Linked DNA regions of Mus musculus: region 1 is linked to region 2. Evidence: chromatin contacts called from public Hi-C data. All regions are on one chromosome and are shown on one strand. The core of a region is the stretch at or near the end of the contact, and the rest is flanking DNA. Distances in the headings are between cores, read along the strand shown.

Region 1 (6,589 bases), core at 3,336-5,835, 170 kb after region 2:
CGCATCTTTATATTACACAAACCGAAAGAGGAGCTGTAGCAGTTATTTTAAGCATCCCCCCACCCCCACTAGTTGTCAGGTTTCAGATGTAAATACACTCTGATTATTTAAAATCAAACCTGATACTCACTCACCACCGAATGTGGCATGTGCCACGATCTGAGGGTGTTTCTGGTTCCTAGTTCTGCCTAACGATTCTTTTCCCCTCGTTCTGTCTTGAGATGACACTGAAGTTTCTCTCCCCAAATTCCTTCCTTTTGTGTGGGTGTCCTGGTCCAGGCTCAGAGCTCTGTGCAGGCTCAGGTACAGTGTAAGAACCGGAGGAGATCCATCTCTGGTAAAGGTCCTTCTGTGAGCCTAAGGCTGTGCTCACTTTTCTGCAAGTTGCTGGGCTGAATCAATGCTCTGCTGATTCCCCTCTCACCCAGAGCCCACCCTGCACGTCTTCATTTGCTTGTGTTTGCCAAATTGTGTTTATTGATTCTGTTATTTTGAATGTGTTTGAGGTTATCCTTGAAGGTCAGTTCTGAGAATCGGCCTCGACATTTCTAATAGAAATAAAGCCAAGTCTGGGCATGGTAGCCCTCTCTCATCTGCAACCTCAGCATTCTGCAGGCTGAGGCAGGAGAACTGCTGTGAAGTCTAGCTTAGCCTGGTGAATATAGAGTGTTCTAGGTGAGTTTGGGCTGGAGATTGAGTCTTTGTTTCAAATAGACATGAACCCAAACCGAGATTAGCGTGAAGCATCTTTGGAACGTCTCCATGAGCCTGTCTTACACCGAGCGAAATGTGTGCCTCTCCTGCCCGAGTGAAAGAGAAGTCTTCCATGCCTTTCCCTTCACTGACACCCCTAGGCCAGCTCTGATGTGGAAAGAACTTGTCTGTCTCCCTTGCGTGCAGGCTGGAGGCTCGCAGGTCATCTTTACCAACCCTCTGGAGATAGTGAAGATCCGCCTGCAGGTAGCCGGAGAGATCACCACAGGACCGAGAGTCAGTGCTCTGAATGTGCTTCAGGACCTGGGACTTTTCGGGCTGTACAAGGTGGGTCAGTTCCTCTGGCTAACTGAATGGAGATGTGACACACAGCACACACATGTATACACACTATACACACGGTATACACCTATATACACACACTACACACATGTATACACACTGTACACACATGTATACACATGTATATACACTATACATACAGTACACACACGTATACACACTGTGCATACAGTATACCCATGTATACACACTGTGCATACATGTGTTTACATACTGTGTGTACTGTACACACATGCAGACACACAGTACACACATGTAGACACACATAGTACACATATGTATGCACACAGTACACATATGTATACACACTGTATACACAGTACACACATGTGTACACACTGTACACACAGCACACATGTATAAATACAGTACACACATGTATACACACTGTACACACAGTACACACATGTATACACACAGTACACACATGAAAGAATGAAGAAGCTAGATGACCCCACCCTCACCCCCAAGCTGAGACCTGTGAGACCTATCAGGAAACCCAAATGAAATCGGGTCCCCCAGGTAAAGGCAGCGGGATGTACACACTGCTCCTGGGTAAAGGTGGTGGGATGAACATGTTCCTGGTGTCATTTTTAGCTTTTATGGAGCTGCTGGCAGGATATCCGTTCCATAGCATCTCTGGCTTCATGCTTCTGGCTTCCACTCTATGGGGTCTTTGAGAAATACCTTTGGATACTCGTTGGATGGTTTTAGGACACCAGAATGATCCTATGCTCACATAGAGTCTGAATATGTCATTGTCCCAGGAGGGGCTTCTCTTGTCTTAGTCATCATGACCATAGTGGGGAAAAAAAAGAAGATAGTAGAATTTGGCAGAATTCAAGTCTTTAAGAAGTTAAGTGGGAGGGTTTGTCAATAATGAATTCCATTAAAAAACAACAACAGTTACTGTACTTTCACAAAACGCCAGTCAACAGATTTCTCCCCTGCCGATATACTTACCACCGTCATTACAGATCAGATGTAATGGAGCAGAAGCCAGTATTTTTCTTTAACTAGGAGAGTATTTCTTTCCGTTCCTTTCCCTGGTAGAAGGGAAAATACAGAAATTTCACCTCTATAGGGGACTGTGTTTCCACAGCATTGAATTTATTTATGGATCCATAACTACTGAAATGTGTAAATTTACCTCTGTAACTGCAAATTAGAAATTAGGAATGTCTAGATTAGAGCTGTAAGCCACAGGGCGCTCCAGAGCCCGGCTGCCAGCCGAGTCTGTCTTTACCAAATGCCTCTGCTCGCTCCTCCCGCCCACCCTCCCTGCCATCCGTTGAGATTCCCTTGGAGAGCAGAATTTGTAAATATTGGTTCTATCTGTATTACCCTGTTAAGAGTCCTTCGGTGTTTTTGTTGTTGTAATAAAAACAGAGCTATAGGAACCCAGTGCTTGGGTATAGCATGTGTCTGATGAGGTAAAGCTTCAGACCTGGGCCGACAGGGGTCGATGGCAATGGTATGGAAGGTCTTCCTGGCCCTCCCCAGGGCCAGGACAGGCTGTGTTGAATGGAACATGCATGGAATGAGCAGGGAACACGGTTGGGTTTTTTCTCTGCCTTCCCAAGAACAGTTTCCCTTCTCCATTGCCTCTGGCTTTCTGCCTGGCGTGGAACTCTCGAGGCTTGGAACTCGTGATTGAGGTTGACTTGGTAATTTGTTAGTTTTGGGGGGTTTGGGAATCAAGTCATTTATACTGGGATCTGATCGAATGCCTCCCCTGTTTCCCCTGCCACTCCGATCCCCACTCAAGCTCCCTGCCCCCACGCCCGGCAAAGCTGAGCAGGTCATGCAAACCTGGGACATCCGAGAGCCCTTATGAATCCTAAATGCTGCCTTGCTTAACATTCAGAAAGTTCCAATTACATATTGACAAGTTGCAGAGACCGGCAGTAGAGCATCCTGAGTTAATGTTGTATTTTGCTTGAAAACACTTAAGAGGATAGATCTCATGTGTGATTACAACAGAAAACAAGTTAATTATTAAATTATTTGTCTTTTTTTAAAAAATTTATTTATTTATTTATTTATTTATTTATTTATTTATTTAATGTATGTGAGCACACTGTAGCTGTACAGATGGTTGTGAACCTTCATGTGGTTGCTGGGAATTGAATTTTTAGGACCTTTGCTTGCTCCAGTCAACCCTGCTCACTCTCGCCAACTCTGATCACTCAGTCCCTGCTCACTCCAGCCCAAAGATTTATTTATTATTATACATAAGTACACTGTAGCTGACTTTAGATGCACCAGAAGAGGGCATCAGATCTCATTACGGTGGTTGTGAGCCACCATGTGGTTGCTGGGATTTGAACTCAGGACCTCAGTGCTCTTACCGCTGAGCCATCTTGCCATCCCATTTATCATTATTTTATGGGCATTGGTGTTTTGCCTGCATGTCTGCCTGTGTGAGGGTGTCAAATCCCCTTGGAACTGGAGTTAACAAATAGTTGTGAGCTACCATGTGGGTGCTGGGGATTGAACCCAGCTCCTCTCTCCAGCCCTGCCACATTAAGTTTTAAGACCCTAAATATAGCATTTCTAGAAATGCTAGAAAGTTCTTTGTTGTTAGAATGCTGCAGCCACCCGGGGTTAGCCTGGATGGATGTCCATTTTCCTTTAGAAAGCTTCCTGCCCCACATGTTTGCTCTGCCTACCCCATCCCACCCCAATTCCCCTCACATCACTTCTAATGCTGTTTGAAGGACATCTGAGCCTGTCACTGATGCCTGCCCGCTTCCCATATTTACACTCTGTTTTGCACTGTTTCCTCACCGCGTGACAGGGTGCCAAAGCCTGTTTCCTCCGAGACATTCCCTTCTCCGCAATCTATTTTCCCGTGTACGCTCACTGCAAACTCCTCCTGGCTGATGAGAACGGACGCGTGGGAGGCATCAATCTCCTGACAGCGGGAGCCTTGGCAGGTAACCACAGATCTTCTTAACCAAAAGAATTCTGCCAAGACGCACCAAACCTCTGACTTGGAGCTTTATTTCTGGAAGTTATTGTTGGGATCCGACTTAGCTGGATATAACCGCCTTTTCTCCTTTGTGGGGATCTGATTCTGATGAGCGTTAATTACATTTGCATAATGTGGATAAACAACTTAATGCAGCTTAGCAACTTGGAGCCAAATTAGATCTGCCCATCTAAATTGGGCTTCCATCATTAGCATGTGTCTTAGCCTCCTGGGCTCCTAAAACCTTGGGTACAGCCAACTAAGGTGGAGAAGTCCTTTGCTAGATCTGCTCTGTTGGGCCAGTGCTGATAAGCAGTCTCTGCCTGCCCTTAGGATTGTCCTGTAGGGTAGTGCGTTCCCACTCTGGCTCAGAAGCTGAGCTTCACGAAACTCTCGCTTCTTGCCACCACAGGTTAGACCAAAGCAGCACCCTGAAGCCCTCAACTCCTTTCTCAGCGTTCAGTTTGGTTAATGGATGCTTAAGTTGCTTACCCCCTCTGCGATAGGCTCAGTGCTTCTGGAGGGTGGGGCTTGCATTACGTCCTTCCTGCCTTCCCTGTGCGGCCAACATAGGAGTAGAGGCTCAGGCAAAAGACACCAGATTAGGCCCAGGAGAGTCTACCAGGGGGAGCAGCCTGGCAGGAAGAACTGACTCAGCAGTAGCTGGGGTGAAAGGGGTTGAATGCGTGTGTGTCCCTGTCCTTCCTTACTCCTGAGTTACCAGGGAACTGACTTGGAACAACAGGGAGCAACCAGGCATCCTTACATTCAGCAGCACAGAGGAGTGACAGCAGAAGGAAACGGTTCATTAGGCTTCCTCACAGCTAGTAACGAACCCACACAAAACTCACAGACTCAGGACTAGGACTAGACTCTGGTCCCTGCTTGGGGTTTATTTTAGATTTATTTACATGTGGGAGGCAGAGACAGGCAGAACTCTGTGAGTTTGAGGTCAGCCGGGTCTATATAGTGATTAGTTCCAGGACAGCCAGGGCTACCTTGTCTCACAACACAAAAAACCAAAAGATTTATTTACTTTTATGTTCATGTTTGCCTGCATGTATGTATGTATGTACACCATGTGCATACCCGTTGCTGAATGAGGCCAAAATTGGGTATCAGATACCCTGGGGCTGGAGTTATAGATGGTTGCAAGCCATGAGGATTCTAGGAATCAAACTTGGGTCCTCTGAAAGAGCAGCCAGTGCTCTTAACCACTGAGGCATCTCTCCAACCCCACTGCTTGGCTCTTAATTACTGAGTTATCTTCTACTACTTGTCCTAAGTATGGTGTGTTAGGAGCCCTGGGTCCTGGCAGTGTTGAGATGAATACACTGTTCTTGTTTATGACAACAGAGGACAACTTAAAAACAAACAAGCAAACAAACCAACAAAGAAAAACAAGAAAACAGGGCTTTGAGCCCTTGTCTGGGGTCCTGCAAATGCCTTGGCCTCCGTCATTTGTGAGCTTGGTTGAATGAAAACAGCCAGTGATGCCGGTTTAACCTGGCACCAAGTCCCCCCCCCCCCCCCCGCCTCGCCACCCTCCCCAGCTCCTTTCTTGTCCTCATTAGACTGTTAGGAAGGGGATAACGGCCAGGCTTCCAGTGGGCAACAAACAGAACCACATAAACAGTTACCAAGTCACACCAGCTTATAGACATTGGACCTATTTTCAGAAAGAGGCGAGTTTTTCTAATTATTACCAGGCATGCTTCGCTAGCAGGTACTGAGAGCATTTGAAGACCTGTCCCAGGAGGCATGCAGCTCACCTGCTTCCCTCTGAGCAGGGTGCTGGGCTGATCCAAGGGACATACTGGCATCATTCTCTCATGGAGCCCCTCAGAGCCCCTCAGAGCCACAAGCTCCATCTGCCTAGCGATGGTGAGACAGTGAGATTTGGGCCAAATTGAATTCCTTCCCCCTGGGGAAGGTCATGCTGCTCTCTCAAGGTCTGTTTTGTTTTATGAACAAAACCTATGCTTGAGAAATCCATCTTCCGTGTCCTGCTGCTGCTGCAGCATCTCAGGTGACCCCAGGGAGCTGTGGCATGTGTGTGTTGGGGAAGGGTGGCCTCTGAATGATCGGTTCCTCTGCTGCTCTTTAACTGGATGCCTGGCCGGCTCTCACTGAGGTTGTAATGACTGCCACACTGACTGTCACATGAGCAGGTCTGAAAGGAGGCTTGCAGCCTCTCCCTTAGCACCTCAGACTGGCAAGTGCTTGATGCTTTTGACCCTCACTCACCCCACAGTGTGGTTGGCAAGGATCAACCAAGACCACGCACGATGCTTTGATGCCACATGCAATCTGTGGTGCATTAAACAGATGTCACAGGAGAAAATACTTGCATCCTATTTAAAGATGAAAAGCCTAAAGGTTGTTAAGGCCGGGAAGGGAACGTGGCGATTCCTACCTACCTCTAGCAGTGCTTCTCTCTCTCATTGTTCTCTGGGATGGGACATTAGAGACATTTCCTTAATTCAGAAAGAAAAACAAAACCTTTCCACCCCAATTCTACTGAAACCAGCAGCCAACCGGCAGGCTTGCTGACACTTC
Region 2 (6,484 bases), core at 271-2,770:
GTTTTCAGAGATACATAGGCAAAAGAATCTACAAATAAAGTGATATACCTAGGACATCCTTTAAAATAATACCATCGTGGGAGGCACTGTGGCTGGGGTGGAGAAGTGAGTGTCTCTACACACATGATTTGTGAGCAGACAATGTGTATGCAGAGTTTGCCGCTCTGTTGTGTGTTTGAAATTTCTCCTATGAAGAACATTTCAAAGGCTAAAAAAAGAAAATCTAATCTTCACATGAACAAGTTGTATTAAATGTACAAGATCATTCAAGTGATGAGAAGTTCTGGGTACACACAGAATGACCAGAGTCATCTTTGCCAAAAACCTCTAAGATATGTAGCACTATATTTTGAGTGCTTTGGAAAATATGGGCATTTCATAAAAACTGAATATTTTATTTCACAAAGCCGTGAATCGTGTATGTCATTCTCTGTATGTATTATATTAGATACACATATACACACAAATATAACTACACAAATATATGAGTATCTGATTTCACAAAGGGGGGGCTGTATTGAGCTAAACTGGGCTGGTGAGATGGTTCAGTGGGTAAAGCCTGAACCAAGCCTCATGGTCTGAAAAACAGATAATGGGAGAACTCCCACAAGTTCTCCTATGACCCTGTGACCTTTGTATGCACACCTTGGCACCTGTTTGAGCATACACCAGACAAACAAATATATGTAATTTTAATGTCCTACAACTTGCTTTTTCCAAATATTCCAAATAATATATTTTTGTGGACACCATTCCATGTCAACGTCAAACTTTTTTACACACCCTTAGATACACACAAATAAGTTGGTATCTGACTTCACAAAAGGGGATTGTATTAAGTTAAGCTGGACTGGTGAGATGGCTCGGAAGGTATATAATACGTGCTGAGTATTGCTCTGAAAATATTTACCTCCTAAAACCGTTCCTATGTGCCTGGCACTTAAATTGTATCTAAAGTCGTTGGTGTTCCTTTTTTTTTTTTTCGTCCTTCTTGAACCTATTTTTGAGTTCTTGCTAGCAAAGAATCCGAACCTAGTACTAATTCAACAACGATTCGCCGGAAACGCATCTGTTTGGAATGCCCCTGACATCGTTAGCTCTCCTAAGTCATCATGACTGTCATCACCTTTTACAAGTTTCTCAAAAAGGCATGCCAATCCAACAGCTCTAAACCGAGTGTTCCGGCGCATTTCACCGTCGTCGCTGGTAGATACGTCTGCAACACTAACCACACAAGTAAAGAGAGGGAAGAAAACTTCAGGTAACGACCCACAAATCTCAAGAACTAAGCACTCAAGCAACATGGTAAGAAGAGGACAAACGTGTGTCTGTTTCTGCAGCGTGCCAACGTGTATGGTATACGCGGGTCCGACTGAAAGTACGCACGTGCGTACCAAGCCCACGCGCGGACGTGTCTCTGGGCGCGTAGCCCTGGAGCGGTCGTATGCCGATCGCTTACCTCCACGGACGAGCAGGGGGACGCCGATGGGCGCCGCCATGTTGGCTCCGGTCACGTGGCCAAGAGAGCCTCGCAGCTCCGCCCACTGGAGTAGCCGCGCTCTCAAAGCCCAGAAGCGCTGAAGCAGTGGGAGGCGAGTGCGCGCGCGCGCGTGAGCTGGCTTGCAGGAGCCCGGGCTAGCGAGTGCCTCTGGTGTCGAGGCCAGCAGCTCCGTCTGCGGCCAGCTCGCTTCCACCAGGAGAGGCTGGCTCCGGCCGCAGTTCTCTCTCTGAGCTTCCAGACCCATCAGGGATGGAAGAAAGTCGTCATGTAAGTGTAGCCTCCAGTATTTATAGAATCACCATTTTGGTGCATGGATACGTGAAGTTGGGCGAGAGGAAAAAAAAAACAAACAAACAAACACAATTTAGTGTGCAACAAAGCACTTTCATCGCCTTTCATTCGGTTACAAATCATTTCCAGGCAACTAGTTGAAAAAGTTGGATCAGTTTGATCAGCTTCCCTTTGCAATGTTAGAATATTAATTACTCAGCAGAGACTCCAGAATAGAATAGTTGGGACACCTATGTGGCCCTGTGGGTATCTTCACAGGATTTCTCCTTCCCTGATGACACTTCCTGCTTGGCAGTATTAACTGCTGTTATCCCTAAATTAGATATTTAAAGAATGACGCATGTCAGCTTGCATAGCCCCTATGTCAAGGCAAGTGAGGCAGCCGCTGTACCTTCGATGATACTGTTGCCCGATTTCACCAGGTTCTGTGCCTCTTGCCCTTGTTTTGCGGTGGAGTCCAGACGCTCATGGACCAGGTGTTATCCATCTTGGTAGCTTCCTGTGCTCAACACAGACCATGATACCCCAAGATGTGTATGGTGAAAGAACCCAAACTGTAGTGTAGCAGTTTCTGGACTTTGAATGCAGTCGAGATCGATAAGGATTCCTTGTGAATATGTGGATGTCTTCTCATTGATTTTAAAGAATCCACATGCGGGCTGGAGAGATGGCTCGGCGGTTAAGAACACTTAGGACTCTTCCTGAGTTCAATTCCCAGCAACCACATGGTGGCTCACAACCATCTTTAATAGAACCTGATGCCCTCCTCTTGTGTGTCTGAAGATAGCTACACTGTACTACATATATAAAATAAAAAATAAAAGAGTCCACATGCTCAACTGGCACACCTTTAACCTCAGGAGGCAGAGTTCAACTCATCACAAACCTCAAATCGGAGAACACTTAATCCAAGGGTATTCTTTTTGTTTGAGAATATCATACACACATAGAATGTGTTTTTGTCTAATACACTCCCAGCACCACCACGCGCCCCCATCCTTCTCCTCCAACTCCTGCTCATCCCTTCCACCACATTTCCCTTTCAACTTCATGTGCTTTTATTTTAACACACTGAGTCCATCTACTGCCAGTATGCACATGAATGTAGGGCCATCTACTGGAGCACGGGGATCCTTTCAGGGGCAGAAACCCTGGAGAAAACTGACCACCCTCATCCCCTCAGTAGCTCTGTCAATTGTCAGCTATGAATGGGACTTTGTGTCCTTGTCCCAATCTATGTTGAGATCTCGGCTAGCTAGGTCTTGTGCGTGTAGTGACAGCCATTATGAATCCATGTGTGCCTTGGTCCTGTTTCATCCAGAAAACACTTCCACAGAGGTCACCCTGTACCTCTGGCCCTTAGAATCTTTTCATAGCTCCCCTCTTAGGAGATCATCCCCTGAACCTTGGAGTTAGGGAATGTGTGTGTGTGTGTGTGTGTGTGTGTGTGTGTGTATGTGTGTATGTGTGTGTGTGTGTGTGTGTGTGTGTATGTGTGTATGTGTGTGTGTGTTTGTGTGTGTGTGTGTATGTGTGTGTGTGTGTGTGTGTGTGTGTGTGAGAGAGAGAGAGAGAGAGAGAGAGAGACAGACAGACAGACAGACAGAGAGACAGAGAGAGGGTATAGATAGAGATAGATAAAGAGATAGATATTGATCTAGATAGAGATATATCTCCCATTTAGGGATGAGCACAGTCTATTAATCTTGCACATTGGCCAGTTGTCAGTCTTTATATTAATCTCCATCTACTTCAAAAAGAAGTTTCTCTCAGGAAGATTAAGAAACACACAGATGTATGGGTATAAAGATAAGACCTTAGGGTGCAGCTCAATACCATGTCCATTTAGGAGAGTCAACATGGTGGTTCACCACCTCCATGGGTACTAGGAACACAGTTGGTACATAGACACTGGAAAGTGACATAAAAGGACACATGACATTGACTTCTGGAATGCATACACATGCTTGTGCTTATGTGCATATATACACTGTTCACATAAAAGACTTGCTGGGTGCCAGGTGTGGTGGCACATGCCTTTAATCCCAGTACTCAGGAGGCAGAGGCAGGAGTATTTCTGAATTCGAGGCCAGCCTGGTCTACAGAGTGAGTTCCAGGACAGCCAGGGCTACACAGAGAAACCCTGTCTCAAAAGCAAAAAAAAAAAAAAAAAAAAAAAAGACTTGCAGGGCATGGTGGTGTACACCTTTAATCCTACTTGGGAGGCAGAGGCAGACAGACCTCTGTGTGCTCAAGGTTACCTGATCTACAATAGTTAGTTACAGGCCATCCAAAGGGCACACAATGAGATCCTGTCTAAAACAAAACAGAACAAAACAAAACAACATGACTTGTCTATGATTACTTGTCTAAAATAAATTTCTCCTTGCATGTTCTTGAAAAACTTAACAGTCTACCCTTTCTCTTTACTTAATATTAAAGATTGCACCCTTGCTTTGACACCACATATACCAAAATTAGAAACATATGAAGAAGATTAGCACTGCCTCTGTGCACAGGACATGCAAATTCATGGAGCATTCTATATTTGTCGTTGAGGGGTGGGGAAAAGAACCTGCTCAAAACATTGTATGAAAACTTTAAACCAAAAGGAAAGATTACTAATAAATAGATACAGAAATACATAAGTAAAGACTTTATGCCACACATAATTTGTTATAAATTTGTACTTTTAAGTTTTAAATGCACTAGGGATTATGAGATAAAATAATCTTTGGACACAACTTAAAATGTTATATACTTTCTAGGATTACCCATAATGCAAGATTTTTTTTTAAATCTAGTCTGTTATATTTGTTATATTTCAGTTGCTGTTATAAAATATCATGACCAAGGAAATTTATAGATGAAACTTATTGATGAAAGAGTTTTGGGAGTAGTAGCGCACGCCTTTAATCCCAGTACTTGGAAAGCAGAGGCAGGTGGATTTCTGAGTTCAAGGCCAGCCTGGTCTACAGAGTGAGTTCCCAGGACAGCCAGAGCTATACAGAGAAACTCTGTCTCGAACACATTCCCTGCCACCCCCCAACACACACATCCCCAAAATAGTTTTTTTGGGTTTTAGTTCCAGGGGAATGTTTTAGTCCCTCATGGTGGGGAAGCTTGGCTGTGAACCAGCAGGCAGAGCAGCAGGCAGAGTGGCTAGGGTGTAGTGGAGAAAGTGAACCTGGAAGTAGGGTTCGGCCACTTAATCTCAAAGCCCACCCTCAGTACTTCCTCCAGCAAGGCTAGCACCAAAACCTCCCCAAGAGCGCCACCAACTGGGAATCAAAGTTCAACCACACAAGCCCATGGGACACATTTCTCACTCAAATCAGCACAGGGGCAAATGCATTTGTCCCAGTTGTTTTTTTCTGTTAATTAGACCCAAGCTAGAGACCTGGGAAAAGGAGTCTCAACTGAGAAAACACCTCCATCATATTCCTTGTAGGTAAGTCTGTGGGGACATTTTCTTGATTAATGATTGATGTGGAGTGGATGATACTGTGGGTTGGTAGTCTTGGTGCTATAAGGAAGCAGACTGAGCAAGCCATGGGGAGCAAGCCAGTAAGCAGTACCCCTCCATGATTTTTGCTCCAATTCCCGCCTACAGGTCCTTGTCCCCCAGTTCCTGCCCTGATTTCCTCTGGTGATGGACTACAACTGTAAGCTGAAATAGACCCTTCCCTCCCTAAGTTGCTTTTGGTTATGGTTTTTTATCACAGCAATGGAAAGCAAACTAGGAAAGATTTATAGAAACATTTGTCATATATGGACATTGTAAAGCTAACTGAACTAAGGCCCTGTGAACTAATAATGGCTACCAACTTGGTTCCCTGGTCAATTAGGGGAAGTTGGTGGCTAGGAACCTGCTCAGCTTCCTACAGCTCAATGTCTAACCTAGAGTCACTCTCTCTTCCTGACCTGCCCCTCAGCTTTGCCCTCTGAATCTCCCCCCGAAAACTTAGCTTTCTGATTTGATTTCAGGTTAATTTCTTAACCTTTTACTCTGTGGCTTGAGAAGAACATTTCCAATCCTACCCTTTAATTTGTCCAATTTTCGGATAAGGAAATGCTTTATTTATTTACATGTTTTAAGCCAAATGAGCAGTTCTTTCCATGAACTAGGAGTGCTGGCTGCATAAACATAACCTTTGTGCATTACAGAGGCCGGTCTTAGTACTGGCTGAACCCCTTAAAAGTTAAGGTTCAGCAATAAACAATTATATGTTTGGGCAGGTGGTCTCTGGGGCACTCTTTTTAACAAACTTGTTGGAGGAATGTCATGTGTCCATTACCAGCTATTTGAGACCATCATGTCTATGTCACTGGGTCATCTAGGAGAAATTCTGGAGAGAATAGGTACACTCTCCACATTTCATAAAGAAAGCCATGCCGTGCGTGAGGCAGCTGTGAGAGGGGTTTCTCTTTGTTATTTGTGCTCGTCCTCCAGGACCAAGATGGGTGCCAGGACAAGAGAGGAGTTGTAGTGACCCACCTACCCTCCTTAGTTTCCACGACATTGTCTCAGTCTTAGAATTTCTGTGCAAATGACGCCCCAGGCACTGCTTCTACTTGAGCACCCACCTCCCCTACAATGGAGCTCATAGAGTTTCAGAATCTAGACAGTTATAGACAGGAGATCAGCAGACAGCGTGTTGCCTTCTCTTGAGCATTCTTCAAGGGAAGAGG

What was found. A called contact is a pair of places that touch in the nucleus more often than the background predicts.
Region 1: a contact with region 2 is called in a Hi-C map of embryonic stem cells, with 1.7 times the contacts expected there. The contact joins the enhancer-like site here to the promoter of Metap1d in region 2. A contact is called at or near these places in 3 of 39 promoter capture datasets (the 3T3-L1 cell line, cranial neural crest and hematopoietic stem and progenitor cells), 1 of 15 datasets of contacts at CTCF or cohesin (large pre-B cells), 4 of 484 Hi-C or Micro-C datasets (B cells, bone marrow-derived macrophages, embryonic stem cells and 1 more), 2 of 115 datasets of contacts at active chromatin or transcription factors (CD8 T cells and embryonic midbrain) and 3 of 9 other capture datasets (embryonic stem cells, liver and pancreatic islet).

Annotation. Positions count from the first base shown.
Region 1 is chr2:71,276,922-71,283,510 of GRCm38.p6, reverse strand. It overlaps Slc25a12 (solute carrier family 25 (mitochondrial carrier, Aralar), member 12), which reads left to right. Exons shown (of 18, transcript NM_172436.4): 14 at 901-1,041; 15 at 3,857-3,995. Among named protein-coding and RNA genes, the nearest start is that of Dync1i2, 68 kb to the right of the region's middle. Within about 2 kb of position 4,585, at least 13 of the 459 cell types and tissues checked have an H3K27ac peak or open chromatin away from gene starts, as enhancers often do. A contact at or near this core is called in embryonic stem cells, where this site is marked.
Region 2 is chr2:71,448,374-71,454,857 of GRCm38.p6, reverse strand. Metap1d (methionyl aminopeptidase type 1D (mitochondrial)) reads right to left here and starts at 1,520. Exons shown (of 10, transcript NM_025633.3): 1 at 1,460-1,520. The coding sequence starts at 1,499.